2 separate regions of the Sus scrofa genome follow, and region 1 is linked to region 2. A link is a contact called in public HiChIP or PLAC-seq data. All regions are on one chromosome and are shown on one strand. The core of a region is the stretch at or near the end of the contact, and the rest is flanking DNA. Distances in the headings are between cores, read along the strand shown. Region 1 holds the start of STT3B (dolichyl-diphosphooligosaccharide--protein glycosyltransferase subunit STT3B). Region 2 holds the start of GADL1 (acidic amino acid decarboxylase GADL1).

Region 1 (6,351 bases), core at 1,110-3,609, 480 kb before region 2:
CACTGGGCCCCGGGCCCGTGGTGGCCGTGCCGGCTGTTCCCCAGGGCCATGAGGCCGCTCCACGGGGATGAGTTGAGGGAAGACTTGTGCTTGCTCTCCGGGGCCGAGGGCTCCGCCATGTTGTGCCCCGGCGGCGGGTCTCGCTCCGCGCCGCCGCCGCCGCCGCCTGGTGCGAGGGGTGCTGGGCGGGGACCCGAAGGAGGAGGAGGAGGAAGAAAGAGCAGGAGGAGGGGAGAGCGCCGCGCGCGCCCGCCCTCAGCGCCGCGAGGCCGGGGGCCGGGGGGTGGAGGCGGCGGCGGGGAGTCTCCGCCTCAGCCGCGGCTGCGACCGCCGCTCTCTCAACTCGGATGGCCCCAGCGCCCCTCTAGCCATCCGTATCCCCAGTGCAGCTGCGGCAGCGGCGAAAGCCGACGGGACGAGGGCGCCAGAGAAAGAACAGAAGCAGACGGAGGCGGCACCACGGCTCCAAGCGGCAATGACATTCCCCTCACACTCGCCACCCGCCCCGCGGAGAGGAGCAGGAGGAGGAGCCCCTTAGCGTCCGGGCGGAGCTCAGGCTACCTCTGACTCCGCCCCCGACCCAACAGGAACTGGCCCTTCCACCTGTCACAATGCGACAGGTCCGTTAGGGGGCGGGAACAGAACCGCGGCTCCCGCCAATAGGGGTGCGAACTGGAGCGGGGGCTCGGCCCAACCGTTTTCCCCTCCCCCTCCTAGCCTCGCGCCCATTCGCCCAGAGCTGCCGCGCAGAGTGGTTAGGGCTTCATTGTCAGTTGAAAGACGCGGTTTCGCGCTCTTGTGTTGGCTGCGAGGAGAGATGCTAGGCAGCTCTGCGCGTCGCACGGGATTGAGCCGGGCCCAGGGTTCGGGAGGTGGTCGATGACAGCGGGGCAGCCTCCGTCAGGACCAGCTTACAGGAGACGAAGAGCCCCGCACCAACCGGCTGGCCGCTCTCAGGCTCCCAGCGGTCGTGACTTTTAACTCTGTGTGCGGAGCGCCCACCACGTGACCGGACGCGCAGGCGCGCTGCTCCGCGCGTGAGTCTGGCACGCACGGCTCGGCCACCGGTGGCGCTCCGCTCGCGCGGTGAGTGAGGCTCCTGCCTATGCGCTGCGATTCGCCCCGCGGGTAGCGCCCGACATTCTGCCTCCGAGGTTGCGAGCAAGGACGCGTTTGCCAACGCCGAAAATTCTTTGGAGCCGGCAAGCAGGCCCCTAGCTCGGCAACGACCTGCTAGGACCTGTGAACTGCGGATCTCTGGCGTTTTTCACTAGTATTTCTCTAATTGCAAAGGTAGTGTTTGTTCAATGGAAAGGTAGACAGATGCAGGAATCAGTTGCATACATTCCACTGGGGACGAGTGAAACTATTTAACTTCCTGTGGACTTTTAAGTTCTATCTTTAGTAGGTGATGGCTGACTGCAGATTCCCAGACACGAATCTAGGTTGTATTTTTACACCTTTCTCCCCCTTTCCCCATGCCCCTGCCCTCCAAAAGAAAGTGCTACCGGGTAGAGTAAATTCAAAGCAAAATAAGCTTAAATGCAAGTGGAGTAATCGACTATATTTCAATAAAAAGTACATATATATGTATGGAGTAGTGGGGAAACTAGAATTGCTCTGATAGAAGCCCCAGAAAGGGCACGAAGGTTTCAGCGTAATCAACAGTACTCGAGTGTTGACTTTTCACGTGATTAACATTTTTATTAGGTAAATAACATCTGAACTTAAAAGCATGTCTTCGAGTAATGTTATAAAGGCACCCAGTTATTTTCTTTAGTCATTTAAAGTTTTTACAGAGAAAATTTAAACACATTTAAAAGTTGTGTTTAAATAGTAGGTCTTTTCAAAGTGTTAGATAAATGTACTTTGACGTTGCCCTTTGAAAACGACTGGATCCAGCTACTTTCTTTTTTCTTTTTGCTGTGTCCACGCATACATAAACTCCAGGGCCAGGGATCAAACCCTGACCACAGCAACTACCTGCAACACAGCTGTGACAAAGCTGGATCCTTAACCTAGGCCACCAGGGAACTTCCATCTCTTAACCTGGTAAGTGATTAACTTTTCTCCCCTTTCCTTACATAAATAAATAAATCGTCTCATTAAGGAAAGGATGAAAAGATTTCCAGAAATAGACTTTTCCACTAACGATTTAATAGCCGACATTTATTGAACATCTAAATTTTAATGAGAGTTATGATGGAATATTAACGGAGTCCTATTGTACCAGAAAGGTGATGTGCCCTTTGTCAGAGCCCAAACCTTGTATGCCAGAATGCCGGCATTTGGAGTACTTGTGCCTTTGTTCCATGAATCCAAGTTCTGTCAGCCTAAAATAAAATTATTTTGTGTTTTTAATTTATTTGGAAATATCTATTTTATTGTCTTTTGTGTAGATGCTCCCTGCTAAGTTGTACATTATCTTTTTTGGGGGGGAGGGTTGTTTAATGGCCAGAATCCTGGTCTGAAAAGTGTCAAAGCTTGGTTCTGACCCCGTATTGTGGCTTCTTAGCCATGTAACATTGGACAACTCACCCCCCATGGGTCGCTCTTCCTACTCTTCAAGTAAATTGTTAATATCAAATTAGATGGCTTTAAAACAAAAAACCCAAACAAAAATTAGTTTATCTGAAAATATTTTGAAGGATTGTTGAGGAACATAGAGTAGCGTAAGAGTAAAAACAGCAGGAAAAACTCCTGTTATTCTTGGTCTTCACCCACTCACAGGCTCATTCAACAAGTATTTATTGGGCTTCTCTTTTATGCCAAGCACTTTGTGGACTGTGGGATGCAGTAGAGAACATGAAGGATGTGATTCCAGCCCTAGGGAGATGGATATTGACTAAACCATCCCGTTACTAAATACCAAAAATGGAACATTACAGATACTGGAAGAGACATATACAGGGGATTTGATTTGCACAAGATGGGAATGTTATCCTGAGGAAGCAGCATTAGGGCTGAGGACCAGGGGTGAGGATGAATGGACCAGGGAGAGAAGAATGGAAAGAATTAGTACTTGCAAAGGTCTGTAGTGGACTGGGAGGCAAGTACAGGAACCCAGAAAAGGACTAGTATGGCTACAACGCAGATAGTGGAACTATGTAGGATAGGAGTTGAATAAATGGCCAGATAGGGTGGAGCATGTTGAGAGGTGTTTTTTTTGTTTTATTTTAACCAGAAAGTAGTATGGAGCCACAGATGGCTTTAAGCAGGATGTGGTAGGTGTGATGGAATCAGAAAGATGATGGAGTGTGTGTTTTGTGCCATGTGGAAAGCACCTTGGAGAGGGGGACTAGTGAGAGTTCTCATCAGTCTTTTTGTACCAGTATCTGAGATTTCAGAGGTCACTTCTGTGAGGAATGCATTACTGAAGAACCTCTAAAGAACCCATAGAAATAAACTGCAACTTGTTTCGTTCTTGGTTTCCAGACCAACAACAGGGAAAAATGGTTTCCAGTCAGGGCATGAAGCTTGGGTGTGTTATTTTATTCTTCTCTGCACTTAACTTCTTTATCCTGCTAGGTGCTTACAGTGTTCTCACCAAGTACCAATATCTGAGGGGTTAGATAGTCAAACATAAACATGTGGTGTGATGAGCAGAGTGGTGATACATCAGGAGCAAAGAGGACAGTGGGCCAGGGCTTTCAAGGGGAGGGAGTGTTTGCGCTGAAACCTGAGTGTGAATTCACCAAACACACCAGGAAGAGGGATGGGGGGATGCCAAGCAGGAACAAGGAAGTCCATGGAAATAACACTCCAAGTTTAGTATTAATGAGGGTGTGTTGGAAGATGGAGGCTGAAAGGAAGATAAGAACCATATTATTGAGGATTTCTCTGCCTGGTTAACGGCTTTAGAATACCTTTCAGCAGCCAGGAGCCTTTGAAACATGGAGAACAATAAAACCATCAGAGTTGGTTGATGGAAAAAATGTTTGACAGCAGCATGAAGGATATACTGGAAGAAGTGAGAGTGGAAGGGTGGGGCCCAGAAAGGAAGAGAGAGATTGGAGAGGTATCAAGAGGGCAGAATCCAAAATTGATGGTGGGGGTGAGATAAAGGAAGTTAGAGGTTAGGATAAGTCTGGAGTTTCTAGATTGGCCATTCCAGTGGGAGATAGTGTCACAGAAATGGGGAGCCTAGGACAAGGAACAGGTTTGGAGGGAAGATGATCAGATCAGCTTTGGGCGTGTCATTTTTTTTAAGTCTCTTTAGGACGTCCAAGAGGAGAGGGGTAACGGGCACTTAGATAATGAGATCTGCTGCTTAAGAGGAAGGGTTTTTCTGGGGATACAGTTTGGGGACTCCGTTGCCATGGATGAAACTTTGGTGGAACTCAATTTAGAGAGAATTAGAGAAAGGCTGAACACAGAACACTAAAGAACTCACAAATTGGAGTTCCCTTCGTGGCTCAGTGGTTAACGAACTCGACAAGGATCTAACGAACTGGACAAGGATCGATGAGGATTCGTGTTCAATCCCTGGCTGAACTCAGTGGATTAAGGATCCAGCATTGCCGTGAGCTGTGGTGTAGGTCGCAGACATGGCTCTGGTCCCACATTGCTGTGGCTGTGGTGTAGGCCAGCAGCTGTAGCTGTAACTAGACCCCTAGCCTGGGAACTTCCATATGCCGTGAGTGTGGCCCTAAAAAGCAAAAAAACAAAGAACTCACAAATTAAGAAGACCGGGAGTTCCCCTGTGGTGCAGCAAGTTAAGGATCCAGCACTGTCACTGCAGATACTTCCACAGTCCAACCTTGAGATGACGCCTTGGCTGCATCCTAGGTGAGACACACTGAGCCAGAGAACCCAGTTAAGCTACACCTAGATCCCTGACCACAGAAATGGTAAGATAATATACATTTATTGTTTTAAGCCTTGTGTAATTTGTTACCTAACTATAGATAACTAATACAGGGAGATTAAAGAATGTCAAAGTTATCAGCAAGCTTTCTCATAATTTTCCTACAAATGTACCTAAATAACCTACAAAGATGAATAAAACCATCCTGTTGTCACCACTTCATCGCAAAAAGAATTTTCTAAGGCATACTCATACGACACCTTGGGAGAAAAAACAAAAGTTTTCCTGGTCAAAAAAATCAACATGCTTTATTTCCCCCTTAGAAGTTTGTGATAAACGTTACTATACTCAATGCTCTGAAAGTCCTGCAGTAACTTGATTTTACCCCATGCTGCTCAAGCCTATTTGATCCCATTTCCTCCTAATACCTATTAACAAGCTGTGAAACACCTCATCCTCAGACATATTTGGAAAAATGCTGCATGAAGTTAAAATTGACAATTCAACCTTGGTTCTAGAACTGGAAGGTCTATCAAATGGAAGAGTCCTGGATAGTCAGTTAGGAGTTGCGTTCTGGGCCAAGTCTTGCCAGTAAGACAAGTGACTAGGCAAATCACTGAAACTGCCTGTGGGTACCTGTAAAATCTTTTTTTTTTTTCTTTTTACCACAGCACCCATGGCATAATGGAAGTTCCCAGGCTAGGGGTTGAGGCCTACATCACAGCCACAGCAACGACAGAGATAAGGTGCATCTGCAAACTACACTGTAGTTTGTGGCAACGCCAGATCCTTAGCCCACTAAGTGAGGCCAGGGATCGAACCTGCATCCTCATGGAGACTACCTTGGGTCCTTAACCTGCTGAGCCACAATGGGAACTCCAGGTTTTCATTCTCTTGACTGTTGCCTCACTGTTGTAACATAGCAGCTGAATTTCTAGACAGCATGTTAGCATTTGAGGCAGAATGTCAGAATGGAACTGTCAATCACGTTTGCCTCCCTTTTTTAAGAATAACAAAAGTGGAGTTCCCATCATGGCACAGCAGAAACGAATCCGACTAGGAACCATAAGTTTGCGGGTTCGATCCCTGGCCTAGCTCAGTGGGTTGAGGATCTGGTGTTGCTGTGAGCTGGCATTACTGTGGCTCTGGTGTAAGCTGGCAGCTGTAGCTCCAATTCAGCCACCAGCCTGGGAACCTCCATGTGCCACAAGTGTGGCCCTAAAAAGCAAAAAAAAAAAAAAAAAAAAAAAAAAGAATAACAAAAGTGTTTCCAGAAGTTACCTTAACCAACTTCTTCTTGGGTAATAGGCAAGAACCCACTACCCACATCCCCATGATCACATTGACTTTGTATTGCTGCATACAGAGGGCTCCAGCATCAGTTTTGGAGCATGTCTGGCTTTCCTGATAGCTCAAAAAAAAAAAAAAACAAACCCAAAATTGGGTTTCACTGGGTCTAATTGGCTTGACCTAGAGCAAATGCCAATTCCTGACCAAAATGCCTTGGTTAAGAGGATGAGAAACACCCACATAATCCAGTAAGG
Region 2 (6,684 bases), core at 2,103-4,602:
GATTTAAATTTACTTTGTGCCAGGCACTGTGTCAAATGTTTTTACAGTGATGGCATAAACTGTTGGCTGCCTACCAAGTATCCTTTCTCTCCCTTTCTGAGAATAACAGAATCTCTGAAATGCCTAGGTTAACTAATACACACACACACACCCCCACACACCCCCACACACCCACACCCAATACACAATACACAACCCAGCTTTGCTTGCAGAAGGAGTACATTTTGAATTTTACACAGAGGTTGTTGGAAAGACTTTCCAGAAAGTTATTTTAAGGGACCTGACTCAGCTGATAGGTGTTACTTTTGCCCTTTCCCCCTTCCTTCTCCATGTTTGGACATGAGTCAGTCTGGAGTTCTGGCAGCCATTTTGCAACCATGAGGAAGTCTTGAGGCCAAAGTTTGTATTAAGGATAAAAATGAAGTTTCTAGGTCCTTGTTGAAAACATGGAGCTACTACACCAATTATAGATAATCTAACTCCACTACTTTCATGTTAAAGGAGAGAAAAAATGATCTAATTTATTTAAATCACTGCTAATTTTGGTCTCTACTACTTACAACTCAGTACATAGACTATCATGCAAAAATCATATAAGGTTTATGCTATTAGTCCCATTTTACAAAATGGAGCCTTAGACTAGTTGTGTAACTTGCCCAAGTTAGTCATTCACTGGGTATTGTTGGATTGACCAGTACTAGATCATCATTGATCCAAGATCTGATGAGTAAGCATTTGAATATAGTGCTTGTCTGACAACAAAGGCTGGTTTCCTAATCATTACATTTTTCTGCCTATGTGCTGAGAATGCTGCAAGAATTTTAGACCAGTACAACTTGTGGGCCTCCAGCAGGTGTGACCATTGGAAATGTTCTTATTGGAATGGATACTCAGGATCTTCTTTCTTCTTGGTCAAATCCTGTCCAGCAAAAGGGAGGTTTTTTAGCTTTGAGTAAATTGGCCCAATGACCAAACAACTCTGTGTCTAGCAGTATTTTGTTTTTCTTTATCTGAATGCAAATTCCTAATTCCTTGGAGCATCCCTATAGGGATATGTTTTCAAGATGAAATCAGCTTCCAGCAAAGTGTATGTAATAGAATAAGTGCTCAACAAGTGATGAATGGATTTATGAATGAATGGATGCTGTTCTTAAGGCAGTTCTTCCTGTGATGGATTCCCACATTTTTTCTTAAAAGCCTTTTTTAAGTCCCACCATGTTATGAGATGTGGTAGCTCCTCTTTGATTCAGTTATGACTGCCAGGATGCAGTCCAGTTTCCTGCAAGGACAACTGGCCTGTCCTCTGTACTTTCCATGGATCCATTTTCCTGAAAGGTTTTGGTGAAAAGCTCTTACCACAGATGGTGGAAAGTGTCTTTGCTCATCAGTACAACCCAGGGTGTAATTTGGACACAGGCTCTGTAATTACGGAAAGTGGAATACCAGTCATGGTTCTGAAATATTTTCTCTCTGTGCTTGTGGGCCAGTTATCAAACTGAGCCTTTGTCCAACTGTAAAAAGGGGATAACAATAATTCCCATTTATATGAGGATTATAGGAGGGAATATATGAAAAGCATTTATCAGAGTTCCTAGTTCATAGTACATGTTTAAAAATAATAGCAACTATCATTAGTGAAAATTACTAATAGGAAACATTTCTTAATCCTTAAAGTAGAATTAGCCATCTCCTCAGCTGTGTCTCCCAATGTCCATATTTTTTCACTGAACATAAAATAGATAAGAAAATTAGCTCTTTCTAAGCCTGTCTCTCTCAATACACTAAAGCACTCTGAGTGAAGCATTTTTTCTTGAAATCCCTAGAAACTGGCACTAAGGAAGTGCCAAGTAATTGAAGAATGAGAGCAAGAAGGAATAGAACACACTGCCTTTGTTATAGGAATAAATATGAGAGTTGAGATATGCCAGTAACCGGTGAGTTCATAGAGCAGTTTCTGGTTTTCAGTCTAAGGCATTTTTGATGGCAGATTCCCTGGTTGGGGCAAGAGGGGCAGAGAAACAGGTCTATAAATGGGCATTTCTGCAATCCACTGTGGCCCCAATTGGTCATGGTTTGCCTCACACAGAGGGATATATAATTTAGCAGCAGCTGACACTGGTTACTGTTAGTAGCTGGTGTAGAGAGAGTCCACTTATTAAAAAGCTAAAAAAATAAAAGGAAAAACTTGCCAGAGTGTATACTGCTTTCAGTATGTTTTAATAGAATCGCCAAAGATTAACTCCTGAACTTCCATCACTAGATCTCTGTCCTTTATCTGGTGAAACAGCATACAAAAGGGCAGAAGGTGGGATGGGTCTCCAAAACTTCATAAAATTTGTCTGCAGGGCCTTAACTTTAATATTTTAATAACTCTCATTGTAGGCATATTAGAAATAATCAATTCTTATTTGAGAGAAAAGGCCTGCTCTGTCCTCACTGATAGGGATTTTAATTACACTAGCCAGAGGAAATAATTCACCAGCTAAGAGACCATACTAGGCTCTGTGCAAAAGTAAACCAAGATTTTTTTCTAGCCCCTTGAAGGATTGAGATTACAAATGCAGTTCCATAATGTAGTTGTCATAAATGTGCTTTGAAATGGCATTAACTGATTGCTCCTATCATATCAACAGCCTAAGTTAAAATGTCCTAAGGGATTTAACTTTAAACATAAAACTTGTTGGAGGGATGACAAAAAAGCAGCACTTGCTGATTAAATTTAAATTTACAATAGGAACATGGCTGAAACCCAGCTTCTAGGGGCTCGTGGAAGAATTACAGTGTGATGAAAATTTTAGGCTAAAGACCAAATAGTGGGCCTTTTGAATTAACTGCCACTTTCCACCCTTTACCACCAGACAACAGGTGCCTACTCCTTCCCTTCTCCAAACTTGGAATTTTGCAGATGCAAAAGGGTGAAATCTGATCAGGGACAGGGCATTTGCTAGTGGGACTCTTAAATGTCAAGGCTGTACTGAATGAATGGGCAGAGAATCCTGTTCACAGCAGTTGGCCCCAAATAAGTTCCCTGTGCTGGTGGCTGGAGCTGGCATCAGATTTAGCTTAGGGTTTCTGAGGCCAGATCAGGCCCTGCTAGGTGATGACTCCAAAAAGCTGGATGCTGGAAAGATCACAGGCCAAGGCTTACTCACCTGCTGTATCTCAGTCTCTACCCTGGGGCGGGGGGCTCCTTGGAGGTGCGTCCTGCCCATGGTACCCAGGCAAATGTCCTGCACCCCTGCACACAGTCCCCCAGCCCTTCCTATTTCGGTCAGAGGGACCCTGGTCATGAGTCAAGCACGCGGCAGACTGCCAGCAGCTGGCCAAGTATTAATAGAGAGGCGCGGGCCGCAGGAGGCTGGCGCCAGGGCCTCAGGCGGCAGAGGGAAGGCAGTGCGAGCACGTCTCCGTCTGTCCCTGCGTGGTGGCGAGCGCCCAGCGGCTCCCGTGCGCGCACTTGCGGTCCCCAAGGGGGACGCTGCCTGGGTAACTGCAGCCGCCGCCTGGATTGATAGAGCAGCGCCCGGGCCGCCTGGAGCTGGAGCAGCGATGAGCCGCGACCCCAACCCCGACCGCGAGCGCCCGCTGGACGGTAACAACTTGCGGGCGCCCGCAGCCTCTTAGTCCTTAACTGGCCCCATGTGGGGTCTGACCTCCCAGGCTCCAGTGGATGGGGCGGGGACCAGTAGGAGGGTTATTTATTTACCCATAAGGCAGTTGGCAGGTGTAGGAAGTCCCCCCTCCCCACCCTTTTTGGATTTTTGCACCCATTTTTCTCCTTTAGGCTTATTTGCAGAATTAAACAAGTTAACTTTGATAAAGCACAGAGAACAGCGCTTGGAACGCAGTGAGTGATGTGCAGGTTGTGTAAATAAAAACGCAAAACAGGTTCTTGGCCAGGTGCTCTGCTGCAGGTATCTCTAGACAGATACTCAGTGGGAGTCCCTTCCCATTGAGAAATGATTTTGCTTCTATTTTGGGATGTGCCAAGCATCACCTCTCCACCCCACTCCTCCACAAACGCATGAAAAGAGGCTACCTGATTTACAGAGTGATGCACTCGTGTACTTCTGATTGGAGCTTGTGGGTGGGGTACCTAGGACATTAGTGGTTTAAAGAAGGCATCCTTCTGAATGCCTTCAGTTTTGGGAGTTCCCCAATCTGACTTTAGAACTCAGGTTTCATTTAGTTATTCTGGAGAATAATGGTTCTTTGATTCTGCGAGGAAAGCGTCTCAGGTTGCTTTGAATGTGTGACGAACCTTTTTTTCCAGCAAAACTCACCAATTCACATATTTGCATGTTTGCTGAAGATTGCAACTTAACCCCTTAACTGCCTCAGGTTATCCCCTGATTCAGAAGCCCTGCTCTGAAAGGTCATCATTAGCACTATTCAGGCATTTTCACTAACTAGTTAGTTGTTGACCTTTTAGGAAGAGTGCTCCTCCAGGAATAACTTCTCTTTGCATCAATAACCTTTTCAGATTGTACTGAACATAACTTAATGAACTTGCTTCTTAAGGTGAAACTCTCTGGGGGCTTAGTGAGCCTGGTGAACAGGGCCAGGGTTCCCTGAGGACCAGTCATATTCAGGGCAGGGAATTTTGCACAGTAGTTGGCAAGACAAGAATCATTGTGCTGCAAGAAGCATTTCATTCCTTCCTTTGACAGTCCTAAGCAAAGTTCCCAGCATCACTGCCCTGGATCTTCTTTTGAAAATATATTTTTAAAAAGTTGCACTGTTATTGTTTTCAATAACATAAAAAACTGGCTGGAACTTTTTGTAAAACGATTACTTTTGTGTTTCTAAGGTCAGCATACAATGTAATTTAAGACGACTGGTTATTTGAAAACTGATTGATACATAAGACTGTTGACTTAAAAAAGAAAATCCTGGGTGTTCCCGTAGTGGCTCAGCAGGTTAAGAACCCGACTTGTATCCATGAGGATGTGGGTTCAATCCCTGGCCTTGCTAAGTGGGCAGCATGGTGTAGGTTGCACATGTGGCTTGGATCCCGAGTTGCTGTGGCTGTGGTGTAGGCCAGTGGCTACAGCTCTGACTTGACCCCCTAGCCTGGGAAACTCCATATGCCGCAGGTGCAGCCCTAAAAAGAAAAAACAAAACAAAACAAAACAACACTAGTAATATGACAGGCTTCTTTATGTGAGGCAAGGACAGGCAGGATCATTATATTTTACTACCTTAGCTCTGCACACTTTTGTTTTGTTTTGTTTGGAATCTTAGTACTTGTTTTAAAGCTACAAACTCTTCAGAACTCTACTAAAAAGTATCTAGTCTTCCCAAATTAAGTGTATATCCTTGCCTTGTAACCAGGCATGTCTGAAACTTGTGACTACATCAATAGTTGCCATATATGAATAGTGAAGTGCAAAATTTAACCTTAAAACTGAATTTGGGAGAATACCAAAAAGCTTAGACTGCTGTCAGTCTGATTGTCATTGAGTAAGTGACAAGGCGATAACATGTCCAGTAATACCAAATTGTGCCAGATGTTGGCTATGACATTTTAAAAGAGTATAGAATATATGCCAGACTTAGTAAATTTCCAAGTGTATATGAAATTAATATCTGATGAGTATATTTAATGACATGCTTGTGTTAAACAAACTCTGGTTAAATATCTGTTATAGTCTATACATTATAAAAGAATGTCTCAAAGAATCCTATTGCAGATAAAGAATTCTTATTCTATTCCTCATTCTTTGATCTAGTTTATGATCTTCCCAGAGTATGTCCAGAATAAATTGGGCAATTAATTATATCAGATTAAAATTTTAATTCAATTAGAAAAAAAAATTCTCTGGATTCAAGTCATATTTTTCCTTATGGTTTGAAATCAAAACACAGACCTTTCACATAATTTGGCTTGCAAAGTCATTGGTTTTCTTTTATTCAGCTTTGATTCTTATTGAAACACTTTTAAAATGGAAGAAAATGTTACGTTTTAATAGTAGGGAACAGAAACTCTTCTTTTGGTGGAAAAGCTGACTTTTCTAGATTGTTGTAAGTCTGTAAATCTGGTATGTTGAAATAAAATTGAAACCATGACATTTAGGAACAAAAGTTCTGTGTAATTTTTTTGACCTTCTCTATGTCTCTCCATTTTCTTTCTCTTTGTAAACTTTCTACTTTTATATCACAGTTTAAATAAAACCCCTGCAGGTAAAATGTGTCACTCAGTGGCTGATCCCTCCTTTAGGATAAGAAGTGCTCACGTTTTTTGAACGCTTACTGGTTATGCTGAGCTACAAGCACTATCTTCTCTAACCCTCACTTGCAAGTCAATGGGAGAACTATTGTTGTTTGTTTTTGTTTTGTTTTGTTTTTGAGAAAACTGAGATTCTGAGAGGGTGATTGTCAGCTCTGAGTGTTCAGTCCATGCACCTAACATCTAACCTGGGGCCAGTTTGCATCCTGCTGGACCATGATGGGAAATGTACACAGGTGGCTTGCAGCAGCACCCTTTGCTGCCTATGCAGGGACCATAGGAAGAACCCTGGAGTGGTCCCTGGGAGGTGGCTTTAAGCTCATTGAGGTAACATTAGCTTTCTTCCTTATTCCTTTGTGTGGGGACGATGGAGGAAAGGCATCGATATTCAGAGGGCTGGAATTGGTAGGTCCCCCTGCCCCTCTGGCCTGAGTTGGGACCTATGCTTTGCCTTC

What was found. HiChIP or PLAC-seq counts read pairs in DNA pulled down with a chosen protein or histone mark.
Region 1: a contact with region 2 is called in an H3K27ac HiChIP or PLAC-seq map of skeletal muscle, with 2.1 times the contacts expected there. The contact joins the promoter of STT3B here to the promoter of GADL1 in region 2. A contact is called at or near these places in 1 of 5 promoter capture datasets (liver), 1 of 47 Hi-C or Micro-C datasets (embryonic fibroblasts) and 1 of 2 datasets of contacts at active chromatin or transcription factors (skeletal muscle).

Annotation. Positions count from the first base shown.
Region 1 is chr13:17,528,349-17,534,699 of Sscrofa11.1, reverse strand. STT3B (dolichyl-diphosphooligosaccharide--protein glycosyltransferase subunit STT3B) reads right to left here and starts at 2,359. Exons shown (of 16, transcript XR_002338187.1): 1 at 1-2,359.
Region 2 is chr13:17,045,982-17,052,665 of Sscrofa11.1, reverse strand. GADL1 (acidic amino acid decarboxylase GADL1) reads left to right here and starts at 3,352. Exons shown (of 15, transcript XM_021071494.1): 1 at 3,352-3,592.